Regions from separate parts of the Pan troglodytes genome. Here region 2 is linked to region 1. Evidence: chromatin contacts called from public HiChIP or PLAC-seq data. All regions are on one chromosome and are shown on one strand. The core of a region is the stretch at or near the end of the contact, and the rest is flanking DNA. Distances in the headings are between cores, read along the strand shown. Region 1 overlaps ARID1B (AT-rich interaction domain 1B). Region 2 overlaps ARID1B (AT-rich interaction domain 1B).

Region 1 (4,739 bases), core at 155-2,654:
AGGTAGGCATAAAGATGCTGTCATCACTGGATTAGCGCTCCTTATGCCTGCCATGCGAACTGCAGTCCACGAAAGCCCCCACATTCTACAAGACTGTGATAAGATACTTCCCCCAATTTTTTTTTCATTGTCCTCATTTGAAAAAGAAACAAGTCATCCTCGGATAAAAGGATAATTCTGCTTCCCCCATAGTCTATCATATCCATTAAGCACATTCCCTACACAGACATCCTAAGGACTAAACCTATTTTACACCCACGGAAAGAGCCAGGTATCTATGACAGCTCCCACAGCGCCTGTAACGGATGCTCTGACCCACGATATTTCATAAACCCTAATGTACACAGGAAAAGCTCAGCTTTGAAAGCTATACAAAAGCACTCATAAATTTCAGACTGCCCTAAGCACCCCTCCTTTTGCTAAGACACTAGCTGGAGTACCACTTCAGACCTATTATTCTTATAACAACAACCTTCCTTATGCATCTCGTCCTATCAGCCTACTCAAGCACCATGACTATTATTTATACTGAATTTTACACTAACTGCAAGTATGTTTATTAACAAGGCAAAGATAAATGTTCTTTAAAACTAGCTTTGTCTAATAAAAATCCAAAAATGTGCTATTAATTACTTTTATTCATCATTACACTATGATGAGTCTATGTTGCCCAGGCTGGTCTTGGACTCCTGGCCTCAAGCACTTCTCCTACCTCAGCTTCCCAAAGAGCTAGGATTACAGGTGTTGAACCACTGGGCCCGGCCTTGCATGGTTTTTTAAAAAGGGTGGGCTGCATAGGACTGATACTTGGGGAAACATGAAATCAGCTTGTCATTCTAGTCAGGAGTGATTGGCAAAACTCTTATGGATATGCTGCTTCTCATTCTTGCCTCTCAAATAAAGAAATGTAGGTTTAGAGAAAGACTTAGAAGAGCCATAAATAACAGTGCTATAATAAAAATACTCAGCTATTACAAAGCTTAATAACTCTCATATGAGTAAAGTTCTAAGTATCAATTCATTTCAAAATTCCAGATACAGGTCATACATTCATCTCTCCTTTTTTTAAAGATTTCTGCTTTTGAAAGACTCATCTAAATTGTCCACTATGTCAAAAGTATTTAATTCCTAGCATTAGGAAATAAACAAAAATTCAAAGATTTCAAAAATATAGTTTGGAAAGGAAGAGAAAGAGGAGAGTCAAAACGAATTAGCAATGCCCATAATAACAATGTCCTTTTTTAAAAGGACACGGTTCCAGAATTCCTACATTTATCTCTCTATCTCCATCTGTCAGTTGCTCTTCGGATCCTGCACATCAGCACATTGTGAACAGACGGTGGGTATTTTCACCCTGGACCAGGTAGAAAGCTTGCCTGCCTGTACACGCTGACTGCCTCCCTGTGTTATCTGTCCGTGTTCCGTTTGAATCCAATTTCCTTGCATTACCTCTGCCCAGGTCAGGGATGAATGGCCGTCAAATTCCCAGTGGAATAAAAAGAAAAACCCTTTTCTTCCTGAGGCAGCAAGTTTCAATTCACAGAGCACATGGCTAATCTACATATGTGAAGGTCACGGCACTTCAGTCAAAGAGGTTAAGAATGGAACAGCTCACGTAAGGGGTTGTCTTAAACATCTTGGCATGATGCCCAACAAGTGAGACTGTTGAAAAGCAATAGATAGCTTCTGGCAGCAGCAAGGGGAAAAATATTTTGATCATGTGATGCCATACACATTACCTCGTTTATTTCATGTGTGAAAGTTTGAGAGTCTCTGAAAAATACCACATATGCAAATCAAATCCAGATTTCAGCTTTACCAGTTTAGCCATGCTAGTACACCTTCCTCTGCATAAAATACATTTATATGGAATTTGTGGATGCACCAAGAATAAAACTTCAACATATTGACAGCCAGTTGGCTCAAATATCTTAACAGCTGATTACAACTTCTTTGCATTAGTTTTTCCATGAAGCATGAAACTACTTAGACTGGGAAAGGGTATTTAGACTAAAAAAGCATATTTTTTTAAGTTATCCAAATATAACTGTCTTAAATAAAATTCATCTTCTCCATCTTTCTCTATTCTTCTCTTTCTCACTAATAATATAGCAATAAGGAAAATTACAGAAACTTAATGCACAATAAAAGATAAAACACAAAACTGCTTACCTTTCAATTTCCCTCTTCAGAAGCTGGTGCTTCTAAGTGCTTGTGTCTCCGACCAATATCAGAGTGGAGGAGGAAGGACAGAGTCTTGCCATATACAATAGACATGGGTGAAAGAGGAAAAGTCAGGATTGCAGAGGGCATGTCTCTGCCTCCTGTATGCATGGCGCCTTCCTGAAATGCGTTCTGCATCAGCCAATTCAGGTTAAAGGCAGTTGGCACTAAGATGGGGGGAAAGGGATGATTTCCACACCCAGCAAAGTCATAAAAAGTATGACTGTAATTTTTAAAATTTTCCAACAGTCAACAATAATAAATACTTGTTTAATACATGAAGAAAATAAAGTAGAAGCAAAAGATCCATTTTACCAATTTGGAAATTGTCTGCCAGACACCCATTTCCTTCAACTCAAAATTCAGATTGCTTATGAGGCCAGAGTTATTGTCTGTATTTCTAATTAAATGGAATACTAAGTAAAATTTAAACACCCCACAAACTATCTTAATTAATTTAATCACCACTGTTTATTCAGTAATCTAAGGACATCACTCTATGCTCAACAATTAATACAATGTTTAACAATTTACAAATATTTTCTGGATATCTACTTCTGTGGTACAGTGCCCCTACACCAACGTCACTAAATGTTTACTGATGGTAGGAAAATTAAATTCTTCAATTATAAATCTTCTGAATTTATTTCCTCACCAGTTAAAAATATGACTGCTTAAAAAACAGGCAAACTACAGTAAACATTTTAGAATTGCTCAATAACTTACTTTTCCTAACACTGGACAAGGTAAAAACATATCAGGAAATTTGAAAACTGCCATGGTATGGATTAGAACTAAGCTTCAAATATAAACCTATTTGCTCTGAAAGACCGATAGGCTGCTAAGTAACTTGTTAAATTAACTAATAGAGAATTGCCTCTAACTCATTTTAATTCCTTACTCATGAGAAAATACAATCCTTTGTTACTCTATTAAAAGGTCCTTTTCATTGCCAAGCAGCATACACGTTTCTTATAAAGTTTAGTCCTCATGAAAATTCCATGAGTTAAGTATCCTTTCCCATTCTTTGACAAATGAGGAAACCACACAGCACAGAGAAGCGAAGTGACTTGCCTGAGGTCACACAGCTAGTAAATGCATAATCTTCCAGTGCTCTCTAACCTGCCAGCTTTTGGCTCTAGCCCTTGCCCCAAGCCCCATGCCTCTTTACCTTCACTGTTTGTTTCTCATTAACCAAGTCTTAGCTCATCAGACCTCCTTTGCTGTAGGAGCCTTCCTGCCTCAACTCCACCCCAACCTAATCTATATAAAGTGACCCTCTAACATCAAAACTTCTTTCACAAAATCCTTTACACCCTACTGTGTAGCATGTTTACTTGTCCTTAATTCCTGCATTGTCCATTTGTGGAGGTCACCAAAGAATCCCATCACCCAGCATGATGCCTGGCACACAGTGGGCTCTTCACAAACATGTGCCTTCTGCCCACATTATTGCTGTGATGACACGAATCTATAGTTCCAAAGCCCTGACGCACACAGTTCAATACAGTGAAGTAAATGAACTGAGTATTAAATCCTTCATGTTACTGATGTGAAGGCTTTTCTTTAGCAGAAAAATCACCATATGAATGACACCCAATACAAAATCCAAATTAGGATCACTTTCTCATCAATGTCACAGCACCAAAGAACAATCTCCAAGTACACTGACCTTCCACATAGAATAGCAAATACTGACCAAACGGATTTCCTTGCAACTGATATTGGAAATGAATAATTCATTCGTTAGGAAAGTTTCAGCTTGGATACATCATTTACTCCATAAATACTTCTTAGATGGTGCACTTTGAGGAATATAGTCTTTTTGCATAAGAACTACAGAAGAAAACTGTAGCCATTCACTTCAATTTCCACTTTGTAAAACACCAGGAGTCTATGATAATATACCCGGGAAAATTAAGGATCATATGTCATCTTTACTCTGTGTATCTTAAGCACCAAGTGGTGCTCAGTAAGTATTTGTTCATAATAGAATTACATTTTGTCCGTGATAGTTTTATAAATCTCAGCATTTAAAAAAAAAAATGCTCTTTATATATTTGAGGGAGGACCCCGGTATTCTTAGAGATTTGACATTCCTGTTTTGACTATTTAAGAGCAGCCCTAACCCTCCATGCATAGTCAATTATAATTTTGCTAAGGATCAAGTCTAAATCATATATTCAGTGAAGTTGAAGCAAACACAGAAGCAAGTTACTTAGCTAATGAGAGACCAAAGTCTAGCACCCAAAATCTCCAAGAAGCCTACTTTTAAATTTTTGCAACTTCGTTCCTTTGCAAAAAGTAATTCTCCTAAAAAGCCAGTCATTTTTTGCAGATCATCAAAGTGGGAAGGTTTAGGAAGTATAACAGAGGAATGATTGTTGGCCGGAGAAGAGACCACTAATTAATATTAGGGATGGGATACTGAATGGGGTAGCAGCTTGGGGCCAATGGCATCAGCCGTAGGCTCTGTGGGTAAACCAAAACCAATTTATACAACTGCTGAGCAAGAG
Region 2 (5,299 bases), core at 2,318-4,817, 230 kb before region 1:
ATTAAGTAGACTCAATTTGTTCACTCAATTTTGTTCATACAAATCTGCTTTTTAAACAAAAATGAGGTTTCTGAAATAATTTACAACCAAACATAAAAAGAAACTTGTCACTTGGCAGTAAGATTCATTTATGTTATGTTTTTCTAAGAGTTTATAAACAACCTTGGTCAGCGTTTGGGATGAAATGATCCCAGTTACTGAAAGAGTTAAACCACGTATCATTTTTGTGGCAGGAAGGGCATAAGAAGCAACTTCCACAGAGTGGCACTTCAGCACTGCTGACGCAAAATGTTGGAAGACAAATCTTTCTTCTACAAAGAGGCCTTCAAGTTAAGTAACATCTCTGCACAGGCAGATAAATCTCATATGAAATGTAGGCTAAATGCCATGGTTTATGTTACCAACTATTTTTAATACAAATTCACTATTTTTAAAATGGGTAAATTGGTGAAAGTTTAAAGAATAAATAACCTGAGATAACTAGCTACAATCTACATGCAAAATCTGTCAAGCCATACACTTGCTTGACATCTCACTTGAATGTATTATTTATATCAAGACTACCTTTGGCAAACCTAGGGGAGCATAGGAACCACACACTCATTATATTAGGTAGGCAAAGTTTAACTTCAAAATTTGCCGTAAACTTGGCAAATGTTTGCAGCAAATAGAAATTACTGTTGGAGGGGCAGAAGTCATAAGTGACTCCCAAATAGATATGCCTTGTTGATATTTATTTGGGTTAACATTTTAAAATCCAAGACTTTCCAAATAACATAAAATAGTGACTGCAAACCACACTTAGATGTACCTACAACGTCAGACCCATTATGAGCAATGGCAGGTAAGTGTAACAGTAGAATATGCCAGGACGATGGGGAGAAATCTTTTACTCAACCCTTATTACACTGTTTCCAAATTGCTCCAGTTTATGTAAAATAATTTGTATTGTTTTCTTTTTTAATTGTACATATCCCTTCTGAGATACACAGAAAATTAAGCTTTTCCATAAATTCAGTATTCACAAAGCTAGGGAGTTAAAAGCCTGTAAACACAAAATTCACTGACCTGCATCAATTTAAGCACTATTAAAAGAGATTGCAGCTCAAAATCTAAAAAGAGCTGCTAATCCTGCTCTACAGATAGTAACCAATCAGTGTTTATCCTCACAATGCATTTGCTCTTCCTGTTAGGAAGCGCCGGAGTGAGGAGAGGATATGGAATACAAGAGTATATCCTAGTATGCAACTCACTCCTTCTTATGAAACACCTAAATAATAAATTCAACTTAATTTAAACTGTAACTGGGCCGGGCGCGGTGGCTCACGCCTGTAATCCCAGCACTTTGGGAGGCCGAGGCGGGCGGATCACGAGGTCAGGAGATCGAGACCATCCTGGCTAACACGGTGAAACCCCGTCTCTACTAAAAACACAAAAAATTAGCCGGGCGTGGTAGCGGGCGCCTGTAGTCCCAGCTACTCGGGAGGCTGAGGCAGGAGAATGGCGTGAACCCGGGAGGCGGAGCTTGCAGTGAGCCGAGATCGCGCCACTGCACTCCCGCCCCGCCCGGGCGACAGAGCGAGACTCCGTCTCAAAACAAACAAACAAACAAACAAACAAACAAAAAACTGTAACTGGCAAATGTCATCAGTTAACAACAATGATCAAAGTCAGAAATGTCCCTGCTATTATTTTTATAAAATCTGTATACAGATCACAAACACAGAAATTGCTACATGAAAATTTCTATGCATATTCACACGTGCGGTAAACACTACAAGGCATAAAAACAAACAGAAGAATGTTAATATTCAGAACTCTTCGAGGCCATTTCTCTTAAACATTTCAAAATACTTTTGGATTCTGTCTCTACATCAACACCGAAAACTGACCCTAACCCTAACCCTACGTTGTTATAATGGATCATCAATTAAATTTGCAGAATTCCAAAATTAAGTTGCTTTGAGTCTGATAAAAATACACACATAACAAGTTATAAGTTATCTGCATAAGAATTATCAACAATAAATTAGAATGTATGGTCAAATTATATAGTCCACAGAGTGAACAAAAAGTGTAAAACCAAAGTGGCCGTCGCTGATTGCTACTAGTTGGATTAAATGCATGTCTTGGTTAATCTACTATAGTTTCATGTGTTGTTTAGCTTATTTGAAAAAGTCGTCAAATGTTCCTAGATTGCAGATTGCAACATCCTACCTAAAACACCTGCAAGTGACCAAGAGACCACCCAGTGATCCCAAAGTCTCCATGGCAGAGACAGGATGAAAAGTAATATCCCGACAAGACTCTTCAGCATTTAATTAAGAACAGGAAAGCACAGGCAGGAGATGAAACTTTACAAGCCTAGGCGTTTCTCGGCTTTTAAAAAAATGCTGTGAGTTGGTTTTCCCAGCAAGGAAGGTTGATGAGCATGCACTTGGCTCCAAGAAGCAGCTATTACACAAATAGAATCCAAGTGCCTGGCTAAGCCGCCCAGCCTCGGTGCGTCGGGTAACAGCCAATGGCGGCGGCCTGCCAGCCTCGCCCCGCCCACCTCCCGCCGGCCCCGCCCCTCCACCTCGCCCCCTTCCGCGGCCCCGCCCCGCCTCCCCGCCCTGTTCTTGGCGGCCTGGGCTCCGCGGCCCTGCTGGCGTCCTTCGTCTGTAGTTCCTGGCTTTTCCACCGTCAGCCACTCGTTTTAATTACGCGAACGGGTTCCAACTCATCCAGCCTTTAAGTTTGGGTGGTGGTTTTGAGAGGGGGAAAGAGATGCACCAAAGGAAGTAGGGGAAAAATAAAACCTTAAGCGCTGGGCGCGCCACGCGGGACGCCGAGGTTAGGGGCGCGCGGCGAGGTAGGGGGGCGGCGGCGCGAGACGGCGCAGGGGAAACACTCGGTGCCTGCGTGAGTCTGGCCGCGCCGGCTCATGTGTACGCGAAGCTGTGTCAGCAGAAACTTTAGAAAACACGCTGTGCGAGCGGCCGCCGCCTCCCGCCTCCAGGAGGAGCCTGCGCTCGCCCGGAAGGGAATGTGGCTGCGGCCGGCGCCTCCCTCCGCGGGGTCCCACAAAGGCTCATCTGTGCGCGGCGCGGCGCCGTCGGAGGAGTCCGAGCCTGTTCAGTCAGGCTGAGGACGCGGTTGTTTTCGTCCCCCTGTCCCCGCCCCCACGAGCCTACGTGCGGGGTAGGGAGGGCGGCGCCGGAACCCCCGCCCGGGTCGGGCCGAAAGGAGCGAGCGGGGCCTGCCGGCAGAGGCCGCCGGGCTGCTGTGTGACTCGGTCCCCTCCGCGCTCGCCGCCCTCATCCTCGCCAGCGCCTCCGCGGCAGGGTTAATTCCGCCCGGAGCCTGGTGGTCCCACTCCCGGGGGATTCCGGGGTCCGTGGAATCACTGGTTCTCCCTTCGGAGGAGTTGGGCTTCTTCCGTGGGCGCGGGCGAGTCTCCCCGCTGTACCGCGGGGCCGGGGCTTGAATAAAACAAAAGAAACCAAGGCGAGGTGTGGACGCGCAGTGAGGACCGGAAAGCGAGGCCTGAGAGAGCTGGCGGCCTGAAAGCGGTCCTGCGTCCTTCACACCCTGTCTCTAAAATCCCCCTCCCAAGCGGGCCCTGGCCAAGAGTAAAAGCGCAGCCGAGGAGGGAAGGACGCCGCCGCCGCGCAGGCATCCGGGCAGGGACGGGTGGGCGGGAGATTCCGGGCCGCTGTTCAGGGCAAGCGCTAAAAGTTTCCGGGTCCCCGAATTTCTCATTTCTTTATCGAGTTCTGCAAAGAAGCAACGTTCCTTCGGCCATTAATATTGTAAGAATGTATCGTTTCTAGCCACAAGTTCCAGGTTCCTTTTTGTAAGAAAATTAAGGACTCAAGTAGATCAGCCAAAGAAACCACGTACAGCATAAACTCACGTACCACTCCTTAAAAAAATAATTTATTGAGTTATGACCAAGAGTTATATAAGGGGAGAGGTAACAAATCTTTGGTGAGGAAAAAGCGATGGAAAAAATATTAGAGAAGCATAATTTTGAGGAAATTACATATAGTTTGAAACCACCACTGTTTAATATTTTGACTCGCGATCTGAGTAGGAGAAATGACCAAGCTAGGCTGTTGTTTATGTGATGCCATCTCATTCAGTTCTACCTACTATTTATAGCTCCAACAGCATCAGAAAGAAAAACACATGCCTAGTGGCTAAAGCATTCAAACACAACCCCTTATTAAAAAGTTAAAGTTTGGGTTAATTAAAAAATAATAATTTCATATTAAATATATATTTTTAGGTTCCAATTTACAGTTATGTAGTTATATATTATCGCAATAAAAAGATCTGCCCATGGACTGGTTTTTGGTTTTGAGACATGTTTAAATTACATCCCTTACAGAGTGCTCAACTTGTATGGGGGTAAATGACTAACATAAAATGATGTTATCTACAAGGTTAAAAAGCAAGAATAAAGAACTAACTACATTTTAGGTCAGTTCTTCATCACAGAAGGAATGTTAAAAATTTATTTCCATCCAATTTATTTTCTAAATATTATTAATTTTCCTTAATAAAACATTTCCTGAAAGGCAAATGTGCTTGTTATGTCTATTCCCTCCTTCCTGAAATGACTTTCTCCTATCCCTCTAACAGCTTTGTCTTTTGCTACTTCTTCATCCTCCAAGTTGTGCCAGTTTGTTTCACTCTTTATTTATCTTTGCTAAAAGAGAAAGGCAGGGGGCGAAAAAACCCTAAAGTACTTAAGATTTTCAGATGGTTCTAGTTCTAGAAACATAATGGCTGCATATGAAGGGGAAGACAGGAGTCGTCCAGATACACCCAGATTTTCTTTTGGCTTGGTGGGAAGAATGAATGGCATGGTTGTGTCCTCGGCAATTTGACATGCTTGTGGTATATCCGCGGAGGTGACCCGCTGGCAGCAGGAAATACAGGTCATGGCACAAGTTGCAGGAGACTAAAGAACATGGATTCGCAGGCAATGAGATGACAGTTGAGTGAGCGTGGATGACTGAGTTTTATCATAAAAAGGCATCACAAAGGACGATAGAGCCTAAAACAGAACCTTCAGGAGTACCAACATTTAATGGACAAGTTCTTCCCTCCTTCCTTAATGAAAGCAAAAGCCACCAGGCTAGAAATTTTACAATTTCAGAACTGCTTTTTCCTCCAAATCTAGAGAGAAATAGGAAGTGAAACATGGACTCAGGTAACACTAAACAGAACTAAATTTAACTCCTCCAAGCAGTGGCTTTGGAGAAGTTAGACAAGTTTCTTAGCATCTCTGGGCCTCAGCTTCTTCATG

What was found. HiChIP or PLAC-seq counts read pairs in DNA pulled down with a chosen protein or histone mark.
Region 2: an H3K4me3 HiChIP or PLAC-seq map of stem cell-derived excitatory neurons shows a contact between it and region 1, with 4 times the contacts expected there. The contact joins two enhancer-like sites. A contact is called at or near these places in 1 of 7 Hi-C or Micro-C datasets (stem cell-derived neural progenitor cells) and 1 of 1 datasets of contacts at active chromatin or transcription factors (stem cell-derived excitatory neurons).

The regions. Positions count from the first base shown.
Region 1 is chr5:168,757,081-168,761,819 of NHGRI_mPanTro3-v2.0_pri, reverse strand. All of the region lies in intron 1 of ARID1B (AT-rich interaction domain 1B), which reads right to left. Among named protein-coding and RNA genes, the nearest start is that of ARID1B, 13 kb to the right of the region's middle. Within about 2 kb of position 1,404, at least 2 of the 24 cell types and tissues checked have an H3K27ac peak or open chromatin away from gene starts, as enhancers often do. A contact at or near this core is called in stem cell-derived excitatory neurons, where this site is marked.
Region 2 is chr5:168,989,524-168,994,822 of NHGRI_mPanTro3-v2.0_pri, reverse strand. The region is part of intron 4 of ARID1B (AT-rich interaction domain 1B); the gene reads right to left. Among named protein-coding and RNA genes, the nearest start is that of ARID1B, 250 kb to the right of the region's middle. Within about 2 kb of position 3,567, at least 23 of the 24 cell types and tissues checked have an H3K27ac peak or open chromatin away from gene starts, as enhancers often do. A contact at or near this core is called in stem cell-derived excitatory neurons, where this site is marked.